Regions from separate parts of the Gossypium hirsutum genome. Here region 1 is linked to region 2. A link is a contact called in public Hi-C data. All regions are on one chromosome and are shown on one strand. The core of a region is the stretch at or near the end of the contact, and the rest is flanking DNA. Distances in the headings are between cores, read along the strand shown. Region 1 holds the start of LOC121228177. Region 2 holds the start of LOC107943204 (40S ribosomal protein S4-like).

Evidence for each region. A called contact is a pair of places that touch in the nucleus more often than the background predicts.
Region 1: a contact with region 2 is called in a Hi-C map of leaf, with 3 times the contacts expected there. The contact joins the promoter of LOC121228177 here to the promoter of LOC107943204 in region 2. A contact is called at or near these places in 18 of 34 Hi-C or Micro-C datasets (anther, callus, fibers and 4 more).

The regions. Positions count from the first base shown.
Region 1 is chrA04:78,699,642-78,705,240 of Gossypium_hirsutum_v2.1, reverse strand. It overlaps LOC121228177, which reads left to right and starts at 1,620. Exons shown (of 5, transcript XM_041111430.1): 1 at 1,620-1,892; 2 at 2,833-2,872; 3 at 3,047-3,100. The coding sequence starts at 1,695.
Region 2 is chrA04:78,510,606-78,516,288 of Gossypium_hirsutum_v2.1, reverse strand. It overlaps LOC107943204 (40S ribosomal protein S4-like), which reads right to left and starts at 3,159. Exons shown (of 5, transcript XM_016876948.2): 1 at 2,978-3,159; 2 at 2,465-2,542; 3 at 2,138-2,318; 4 at 1,787-1,884; 5 at 1,005-1,653. The coding sequence starts at 2,980. The coding sequence ends at 1,225. It overlaps LOC107943202, which reads right to left and starts at 5,186. Exons shown (of 2, transcript XM_016876946.2): 1 at 4,715-5,186; 2 at 4,423-4,599. The coding sequence starts at 5,186. The coding sequence ends at 4,541.

The sequences.
Region 1 (5,599 bases), core at 371-2,870, 190 kb before region 2:
GGAAAGTACATAATAAGAAATAATTCAGCAGCTGAAATAAACGAACATAGTTAGGTAACTAATCAAATCAAATCTCGATAAAAAAGGAAGTCAATAAAAAGAGAGAAATTCTTAATGAATAAAAAAAAAGGTTAAGTTGTGGGTTAACATTAAGGGGAAAATCAAGAAACAATGGTTAAGGCTAAAAGGGGTTCACTAAGGGTCAATTATGTGGGTAGACTTTTTATGGGGTAAGTAGGTTAAAACCTAAGTGCCTTTATCATCTCAGTATATCAAATCAAAGATGTGGTCTTGACATGCATAATCGAAGCAAGTTCTAGAATAAAAAATCAATGTTGACACACTCATAACCAATAAAATAAGTGAGCAAGAAAGATATATGCTCTAAAAGACTCAAAATCTCACGAAAATTATGGGTATTTGATGTCAATCCTGTAAATTCAAATATCTCAATTCAGGAAACAACCTAGCAATTTTAATTCTCAAAAGTCAACTTATCATGCTTGATTCTCTAATGTATATATTATGGTTTATCAGGATTTAACAAATCCTGTTCAAAGAAATGGAACTCATGGTAGTTTTAAAATTACTCGGAAGAAACATTGGGTATAGAGCTCTAAACAATCGAATCAGTAGCCTTTGGAATCCTTCCAAGCCTTTTCATTTTATGGACATAGAGAATGAATATTATATGGCTAAATTTCAATCCATTGATGATTATACTAAAGTTTTGTCCCAGGGTCCTTCTTTGATTTATGGTCAATATCTTACAGTTCAAACTTGCACAAAAGAATTTAGTCCCTTACAACCTTATCCAAGCATGGTTTTGGCTTGGATATGGTTACCAGGTCTTCTAGGATTTTTATACAAAAAGAAAATTCTTGAAGAAATAGGAGGGATTATTGGAAAAGTTGTTCGGTTAGATTTCAATACCGATAGTAAGATTAGAGGCCGCTTTGCTAGGATGGTTGTTTACATCAACTTCGACAAGCCTTTGATTGCTCAAGTCCTTGTGAATGGCATGAACCAGAGAGTTGAATATGAAGCGTTGCCGACTATTTGCTTCACATGCTGGAAGCACGGTCATACTAAGGAGTTATGTGCTTCGCTGCAATCGGAGCTCGCACCGGAGAAGGACCAAATGAATGTTACTCCGACGGAGGTGGGGAAAGGAGGAGAAGGCGTTGTTTACGGGCCATGGATGGTGGTCAAAAGGAAAGCATAGAGCAATTCTCGGAATAATAATCTGATTAAAATGAATATAAGGGAGAAAGGCAAATTGGGTTCCAGATTTGATCTGTTGACTAATTTGGAAGGTTTGGTGGATTTGGAAAATGAGAAATAAGGGAGAAGATAAAAAGCTGGCCAAATTTTAGGTTAACTTGAAGGCTGGAGCTATTGTGGAGAAACAGAGACTTAAATCTCGGGGTAGCCTTAATTCTAATAGGAACATGCAGCTGGGGGGAGACAAAATGGGCTTTGGGACATTGAATTTACAAAAGGCAGATTTAGAATCTAATGGTCCAATAAGTCAGTCAAACCATGTGGAAGATTATGTTTTTTCAGTAGTCGGCCCAACTTTAAACAAGTCTATAGTGGACCTTTCAAGTAGTGAAGTGCTTTAGGCCAATAACGTGGTGGCCCCAAGCCGCACAGAACCAGCCTCTCTTTCTAATAAAGCAAGGAATTCCCTGATGCGTTTGATTGATTCTGATTTTAATTTTTTGACTGGCGATAAGCTTCTTAAAATGCATGTCAATAATTCCAATTCAACGCCAGTAAATATTTCTTGTTTTAACCTAATTTTTGTTGATCAGGGGGCGAACGTTGATGATGGTTCTGCTATGACATCCAAGCCTGCTTCTTCGAAGTTGAATCTGGTCGAAGTTCAGGTAGCTGATTCTTTTGGTGGATTAAATCGCAATAAACATACTGCTGTTTCTTTCAAAGAAAAATGACCAGCTGGTGGTGTTAATTTAGAAAGGACCTCTATGCAAAATTCAGGTGTTAACAAGAATCAGATTACGGGGAAAATAATGGGGGGTAAAGATGAGGGTTTTTGGGCCACTAGGAAAATAAATAAAATTACGCATGGGAAAGGGAATAATTTTAAAATTAAAAATTCTTTTAAATTTTCTTTGATTGATTCTATGTCTAGGTTGGCTCAGTCTGTTTCCATGCTTAAAAGTGCTGACTCAGGTGCATCTGACCCAAGTGCTAGTAAAAGAATTTAATTATGACTCGTATTGTTCTGGTTTAAATGGTTTACTGAGGTTTTGTTATTTTTATTATTTTCTTGTCTATTTTTTATGGATTTAAATCTTACAATTTTTTCTTGGAACTGCCAAGGCTGTGCGAGTAGTAAATTTCTCTGAGATTTTCATGTGTATAATCTTGAGCATAAAACGGATATTGTGTCTCTTGAAGCCGAGAGTCAGTGGTAAAAAAACTAATTCTATCATTGATAAATTGGGTTTTGATCTTTCTCATCGCATTGAGTTTGTTGGTTTTTCAAGTGGCATATAGGTTGGATGGAAGGATTATATTTCCATTAGTATTATTCATAATCATCCTCAGTTCATGGTTCTACGTATTCAGGGCAATAATTTTTATAATTTTTTTTTTATCTTTGTTGTGTATGGTAATCCTGATAGAGCTAAGAGGAAATCTCTCTGGACTGATTTAATGGATGTTTTGCCTCAGGATCCTTTAGCATGATTGATTTTGGGTGATTTTAATGTCATTATCTCTTCTAAGGATAAAAAAGGTGATCGCTCCCCAGGTCAGAGATGTAACTTATTTGGTAATTTTGTGGAATTGTGTAATGTGCAGGATCTTGGATTTATAGGACCATCCTTTACCTGGCAAAGAGGTAACACGCATGAGCGATTAGATTGAGCCCTAGCTAATGATGCTTGAATTTCTACGTTTCCACATACTCTCGTTTACCATCTTCCACGTATTAAATTGGATCATAGACCCATTCTTTTAAAAACTAATCCTGAGCTCAGTGTTCTGAGAGGGAGACCGTTTCGATTCCTTGCAGGATGGATGAAGCACGCAAATAAAGAATTGGTCTCAAATAAATGGAGATTCTCAGGTAATATGGCTGATTCTTTATCTGAATTTACCTTACATGTTAAAGATTGGAACAGGTCCGTATATGGATTTATAGGAACGTGTAAAAGACAACTTTTGAGGTCACTTGTGAGCATTCAAAAGGCCATGGATCAGTCGACCTCTAGTAGGTTAGTTAACTTGGAGATGAGGTTCGTGATGAATTGAAGAGTCTGCTTAACCATGATGAGCTTTTATGGAGGCAAAAGGCTAGATATGATTAGCTGTAGTTTGGGGATCGTAATACCAAGTTCTTCCATAGTCACACTATGCAAAGTGATGGTCGTAAAACTAACTAAAAATTTGACTAAGGCAAGCGCACCTATCGAACAGTAGTATAGTTATGGTGAGATCGAAAATATCATATCCACAGGGACTAAAAATATTAGTAATTATTATCTTTTTATTACCTAGCCTAAAAATTAAGAGAATATTTTATCTAAACTAATTATCTAATTAACTAAGATTACGATAGAGATTAAAGTTGAAAAGTACTTTTTAGAAAACCGATGGAGAAGACAATACCCAAGGAAGAATCCACCTAGACTTTACTTATTACCTTTGAACTAGACGATTTATTCACTTGACTTAATCAGTAGAAATCCCTGAATTATGTTAATATCCCTTTCGAGACTAAAAATAACTGACTCTAGGTTGATTAATTGAAACCTCTTTCTAATTAAGCCTCTATTATCGCATTAACTCAATCTATGGATTCCCTTATTAGATTTGTCTCTAATTTGGCAGATTTATGTCGTCCTATCTCTAGGATTGCATGCAACTCCACTTAATTATGAATGATCTACTCTTAAATAGGGACTTTTGCTTCATTGAATAAGCACATCAAAAACCTAAATTAATACCCTGAAATATTAAATAAGAATTTAGAACTCACAATTAAGAATAAGAACAAGTATTTATCATATAACTCAAATAATAATAAGATCCGTCTTAGGTTTTATCTCCCTTAGGTATTTAGGGAGTTTAGTTCATAATAATAATGGAAAACATCTTAAAGTTTGGAGAACAAAAAAACATAAAGAAACACAAAGGGCTCCTAGGAGATTGAGTGGAAGTCTTCAGTCTTGATGTAGATCATGCCTTCGAGGTGATTCCGATGGCTTTCCTTAGGTATTTTCTGCCTTCTACTCCGCGTGTCCCTTAATCCTCTTCTAGGGTGTTTATATAGACTTTGGAATGCTCAGAATAGCCCAAAATTGACCTTTTCCAAATAGAATTAGACCTAGGTTTAACAGGGACACGACCGTGTGCCACTCCCGTGTGAAGGTACTCAAGCCGTGTGTAATTCTAAGTTGGGTTTTAGTCGACACGGCCATGAAACACGGGCGTGTGGTCTGCCCGTGTGTCACACACTTGGGCCGTGTAAAACACTGATTTAGGCCTAATTAGTCCATTTTGACCCGTTTCTCACTCTTTTTGTTATCTTAAGCTTTCCTGAGAGTAAAACATGAATTTAAAGGATTAGGAGCATCAAATTCGATAAAACTAAGGAAAAATCATCTATAAATATGCCAAGTATGGATAAAAAATATGTATGTATTATGGTTTATCACAAAGGAGGAAATTTAATTGCATTATGGCCTTACACATCAGTAATGAGGAGTGGTGTTCGGATCAGTCTATTCTTATTGATGAGGCCGCCAGGTTTTTTGAGAAATTATATCGTGAAATTCCAAGTCTCATGACTGATATTCCCTTGAATATCTTTCGCCGCCTTAAGTAGCAAGACATTGACTTTCTCAAAAAACCAATGTTGAATGATGAAACCAAGAAGGCCCTTTTCGACATGGCTCCGCTGAAAGCTCCGGGAAGTGATAGTTTTCATACACATTTCTTTCAAAGTCAATGGGACTTAGTTCGAGGGACGGTTTGTGAGTGGGTTCAGGGAATCTTTGCTGGTAATAGAATTGAGGAGGATCTTAATAACACTCTTATTGTGCTTATTCTGAAGAAGGATCGCCCGAAAGATTTCAGTCAATTGCGGCCAATCAGTCTTTGTTCGGTTGTGTATAAGTTGGTGATGAAGGTGATTGCTAATAGATTTAAAGTGGTGTTCTCGAATTTTATTTCATCTGAGCAAGCGAGGTTTATTGCTAGTCAGAACATCTCAGATAATGTCATTATTGTGCAGGAAGTCATCCATTCAATGCGTAGTAGGAAAGTTGGTAGAAACTGGATAGCCATTAAGTTAGACCTAGAGAAAGCATATGACACGATCAGCTGGGATTTCATCAAGGTGTCCCTTGTTGCTGTTGGGATCCTCTAGGTATTTAGAAAGGTAATTATGGGTGCTATTTCTTTCTCTACTATGCAGATCTTATGGAATGGAATCCTGTTTAAGTCATTTAAGCATGCGAGATGGATTAGATAGGGGTATCCTTTATCGCCTTACCTTTTCGTACTTTGTATGGAATGGTTAGGTCATCTTATTAGCTCAGAGATCATAGCTGGTAGGTGGCAT
Region 2 (5,683 bases), core at 1,910-4,409:
GTTTGAGGTATGTCAAACAAAATCAGGAGGAAACGTTGAAGGAATACATCAAAAGGTTCTATACAACTATATTAGAGGTAAAGGAGCTAAAAGACGAGCGGGTTATTCAAGCATTCATATTAGGAGTGCAACACAAACTCATGCATTATGCTTTTGCAGATGCCCAGCTAACCAGGCTTTATCAACTATATTAAAAGGCAATGCTGTAAACTAAGGCTAAAGAGGTAGAAGTTGCTAGGTAGGTAGAGAACCCAAAAGGATAAGATGTATCGTGCAGATAAAAGGCCAGACAAATCTAGTGAATGATAGCAAAAGCATTAGATATCAATAGCCACAGAGTAAGAAAAGGGAGTGGAATTCTCCTTACTGGAATTCTCCTTACTCTAAGTTCCACTCAATACCACTTGCACAGCTATCATGCATGCCATAATGAAGGTTTGGTAGAAAGACCCCGCCAATGAAAGGAGACAAGCCAAAGAAACTCAAGAAAACTTCGTGAATTCCATGACAACACAAGACATTCAAGAGAAGTGTATTAGCTTGAAGGATGCTATTAGGACGCTCATCAGAAGAGAAAATTACAGGAAAACCTGTTATCAGTGCTATCAATGTTATAATTGGGGTTAATGATCACTTGCCACAAACTAAATCCATGAGAGAAGAACTACTTAGGGTTTCATGGCATCAGACCCTCACCCGTCCAAGTGCGCTACACTCATGGACAATCAATTTTGACCAATGGCTAAATCGGTAGACGGAATTAATTTACTGAACTGGATAAAAAAATATTTATAAACAAAGCCCGAATGAGAAAACGTAAACTTGACCTATTGTCAGATTGGCAAAAACCTGCAAGGGGCTCAATAAACTATAATGTCACAAGCTTGCTTTTGATAAAATTTCACCTGCGTTGCATTTGCATTACTTTACAATGAAAATGATGAGCATGGAAACAAATATTGCATTAGCTGGGAAGGAGTTCATCCCAAAGGAGGCAACTCTCATTTAACCAACAAAAGCACTAATATTCATGAAACAGCCGAGTATTCGATAATTTAAAGCCTGGTGGTAAAGTAGGTAACATCACCCGACAGAAAAAAAGATAAATTGCAAGAAGTAAATAGTTCTCAAAATTTTGCTCACAACTTCATAAATAAACAACTCCAGCTAATCTTTAGAATAAACTACTGCAGCAATACATATCTGGATGTCTTATGCTAAAGTTTAGGCAGCATTTTGGGCAGCAAGCCTCTTCCTAGCTTCCTCAATGATGGATAACTTGATACCCTTACCCTTAGGAAGGGACACCCATGGCTTTGTTCCTTTTCCGATGGTGAAGACATTGCCGAGACGAGTTGCAAACTCATGCCCAGCAGCATCTTGAACATGGATTGTCTCAAAGCTGCCCTTATGCTTCTCCCTGTTCTTAATTACTCCAACTCGCCCTCTGTTTCTCCCTCCAGTGACCATGACAACATTCCCAACATCAAACTTGATGAAATCAACAATTTTGTTGCTTTCAAGGTCTAGCTTGATGGTGTCATTAGCCTTGATCAAAGGATCAGGGTAACGGATAGTACGACCATCGTATGTATTCAAGTATGGAATACCTTTCTGGCCAAACTGGACAGATCGAACCTTGCAAAGCTTGAACTGCAAAATACGAAAAGGCACATGGATAATATTGTTATAACTAAAGAATGAAAAAAGTTGGAATACTCGAGTAGTATCATACAAATGTGATCAGAACAAGCAGATCAAACAAGTATAGATAGAGTATCCGAACCTTGGTTTCATCGCCACTGATGGCATGGAGACGAAATCGCCCTTTGGTGTCATAAAGTAGACGGAAGTCCTCATTTGTTTTAGGAATGGACACAACATCTGCCAGAAGGTAGTATAGCATGGTTAGACCATATTTGAAGAGAATAATTTAAGAAAGGCAGAGAGAAAACATTCAAATCCTAAAAAAAAAGTAGCTCTTAAAACAGTAGGCAGAAGGGAGGATTCTGAAGTCATGTGGAAAACCGAGTAACCATGCCAAATACAATTCATTCAACTAACTAGTTTGTATGCTGCAAATAAAATAAATCAACTGACAAAATCAGCTGAGGAAGTGAAGAGATACTACACGTACCCATGAAACCAGCTGGATAGGTCTTATCCGTCCTAACCTTCCCATCAACCATAACATGCCTCTGCATGAGAATAGCAATGACTTCTCTATAGGTGAGAGCATACTTCAATCGGTTTCGCAAAATAAGGATCAATGGCAAGCATTCCCTGGACTTGTGGGGACCAGACGATGGCTTGGGTGCCTGCAGAGATGGAAAACGAAAACATCATCTAAAACGGTATAGGTGATGGGTACAAAAAAAAGAGAGAGAGAGAGAGAGAGAACTGAATCAATAAAGAAAAAGAAGTAAACTAGTATGGAAGTGAAGGGATCAAGATGATGACATACAAAAGCACCACCAAGCTTGTCAAGCATCCAATGCCTGGGGGCATTGAGCCTCTTCAAATGTTTCTTCAACCCTCTAGCCTGTAACACACCGCAAAGAACAACATATCGTAAATGAAACTGAAATACATAAGGTGTCAATTTGTCTACCCATTACAAATAACAGAACAATGAATGAAGAGCAGGTAAAGAATCTAAGGTTCCATTCAAGTCCCCCATTCCCAATCAATCAAAACAACATTTATACTAAATAGGCAAGGAATTAGATAGATCCCGGCTACAATGAACAGTGCGAATCACAGAAAACCCAGATATAATAAACATTCAAAATCAATTAAGATTAGGCCAATTTTCATTTGCTTAGAAAGCTAGCCCAAAACTTTAAATAACAGTGATTAAACAAACTAAAATGGAATAGCCTAAGCAGCAAACCATGAAACTTACATAACTATCAAAGAATGAAATAGTTAAGAAAAGGTAAGAGGATCGAAGTTAGGAAAAGTAGAAGAAACTAACCATCTTGGAGAAATGAGGCTGCTTTGCTCAAAGTCTGTGTCTTGCTAGGGTCTTCAAACAAGAAACCCTAATAGCTGCATATTTTAATAGATGAGGGCATTATAGAGTTTTCGATCCAAATATGAATTGGGCGTCTGCCATGACCGAAACTATGTTTATGGGCCAGTAGCCCACAAAAAGATAAAATTTTGGGTTCATTATCCCCCCTTTTTTTATTGAAGTTGCTCAAGTTCTTTTGGGAATATACAATGGTTAAAATATGCTATAGGTCCCTGTACTTTTAATATTTAGAACTTAATCTCTCCACTTTTCAGATTTTAAAGCTCGGGTCTAATTTTTAATATTGTTAAATTTATTGATGTGATATTTTGAAATAAAAAAATATTCACTTGTTAATAATGTAACTAAAAAATGGTGTGCACTGAACCTGAATTTAATAAAATAATTTTAATTATGATAATAGTTAGACTTGAATTCTGAAATCTAAAAAGTAAAGGGGTTAAATTCTTAGAAATAAAAATATAAAGATTAAATTTTAAATTTATAAAAAGTATAAAGACTGGCATATTTTAACCATATACAATATAGGTTTAACTTATGGTTTTTGTACTTGTATTTTCATCATTTGGTACTCAATTTTGACATTTGTTTAACGTGGTACTTATGTTATTTTTGGCTAAATTTGGTACATGTATTTGATAAAAGTTATATATTTTGATACGCTTAATTTTTTAGGGTTCAATTTGGATTTTAGGGTTGATTTGATGAAAATTAATTTCTAATATAATTTGGTTTGAAATTTTCATAATTTTGTAAACAGAATAAATTTAGTGTTAATTGTGAATTTGTTTAAATTTACATTTAATTTGTCAAACACAATCCAATGGATATGATATAATTTAAGTTTTATGAACGGATGTGATATAATTTAAGTTTTATGAATGGATGTTATAAAAATTAATCGCTAATATTATTAGCTAATTATGAATTTTCATTTGATCAATTTTAAAATCTAAATTAAACACCAAAAAATTAACTTTATTATCTTTAAGTACCAAAATGTATAGTAAATTCGAATAAGAAATATTCTTCAATGAATATGAAATGAAATTGAATGGTTTCGAGGTTTCGAGTTTTTACAAGAGAAAACTAAATAAATAAAATGTCAAAACTTGCATATTTAGACACTCATCGATGTTTTATCGACATAAATATTTTTGTTAAATATTGTTTACTATTTGGTAAATTATTTATTTTCTGATTAAATTATAAACTAAAAAATTAAAAATTATAATATGCTCAAAATTTATATATTATTTATATATTTAAAACTTGATCTTCATAGTTTTATTTTTAAAAATTTAGTAATTTAGGTTTATTTATTAAGATTTTTATAAATTTTTTGTCAACTTTAAAATCCACATGGCTCAATCAATCTCCAACACTTGTAATAAATTGTCTCAAAGGATTTTGACATTAAACATTAAACAATAAACAAAATACTTAAATAAATATGTATTTTAACACAAGAAGACAAATCATTCCTCAATCATCAACAGTAGTTTAATCTTGAACGATGTGAATCAGAATAGTAGCTTCATCACTGGTGGGTGCTGCATCATCTGCTTATTCATAATTATAGACACTCACAATCAATATCCAAAAACTTGAAGCCAAAGCAACACCCCAGAAATGAAAAAATATTAAAAGTGATTTATGATGGTAAAAGAGTGTAACCTGGAAGAGATGTGGGCAACTGCGAGACAATGTTATCAATGATACCTCCTCCATCCTCTGTTTGCTCCTCTTTGTTCATACCCCCTCCTCCTCCTCCACCACCCTTTTCTGCCTCCGGTCTCAAACCAGATTCACCAAAAGCTTCAGCTTTTCCTTGAGCACTGATGCTTCCAGCTTTGGGACTTAAAGGACTGACCAAGTTTGAAATGATTTGATCAAAAAACCCACCTCCCTTCTCTTCATTTTTGGCCTCTGCACCTGCACTCATGGTCTCTTTCTCAGCTTCTTTAGCTTGGTTCTCTTCATCAGCATCTGATCCTGCAGTAACCAAATTTGAGATGAGATGATTAATGAATCCACTTCCATTAGCTCTCTCTTTCTCTTCCCCATGTTGTTTAGCTCCTGCTTCATCATCTCCCTTGGGATTAATGGGATGCAACAAGCTATCAGCTTCAGGCACAACATCATCCATCTTTTCTACGATTTTGATTAAGGGATTTGGTGGGACAGATATAGGTGTTATTTATACTGAGAGGCGGTGAAAGGGGGGAAAAAGGGGAAATAATAAAATATTGATAGAGAGGGCAATATCTTGATTATTAATTGGGTAAATAGTAGAAAAGGCCCAACAATAGGTGGACATGTGTCAGCTTGCTGGAGCCCTTCTCAAAGCATTTTTATGATTTCCATACATACATGGTCGGTGGCATCGAATACCGCCTTTGTCAGAAATGCAAATACTCTTGAAAACGTTATCGTTTCCCTTAAACAATTAAAATAACTTATTAGTCTACTCTTACTTTTCAAATATCAAAATTCTAATCCTATTATTAATATTGTTAAATTTATTAAAATAAAAATTTAATGGCATTAACAATTAAATTTGGATTTAAAAATCTCAAAAGTAAAAGTACTAAATTTCTACAAATAAAAATATAAAGATTAAATTTTAAATTTACAAAGAGTATG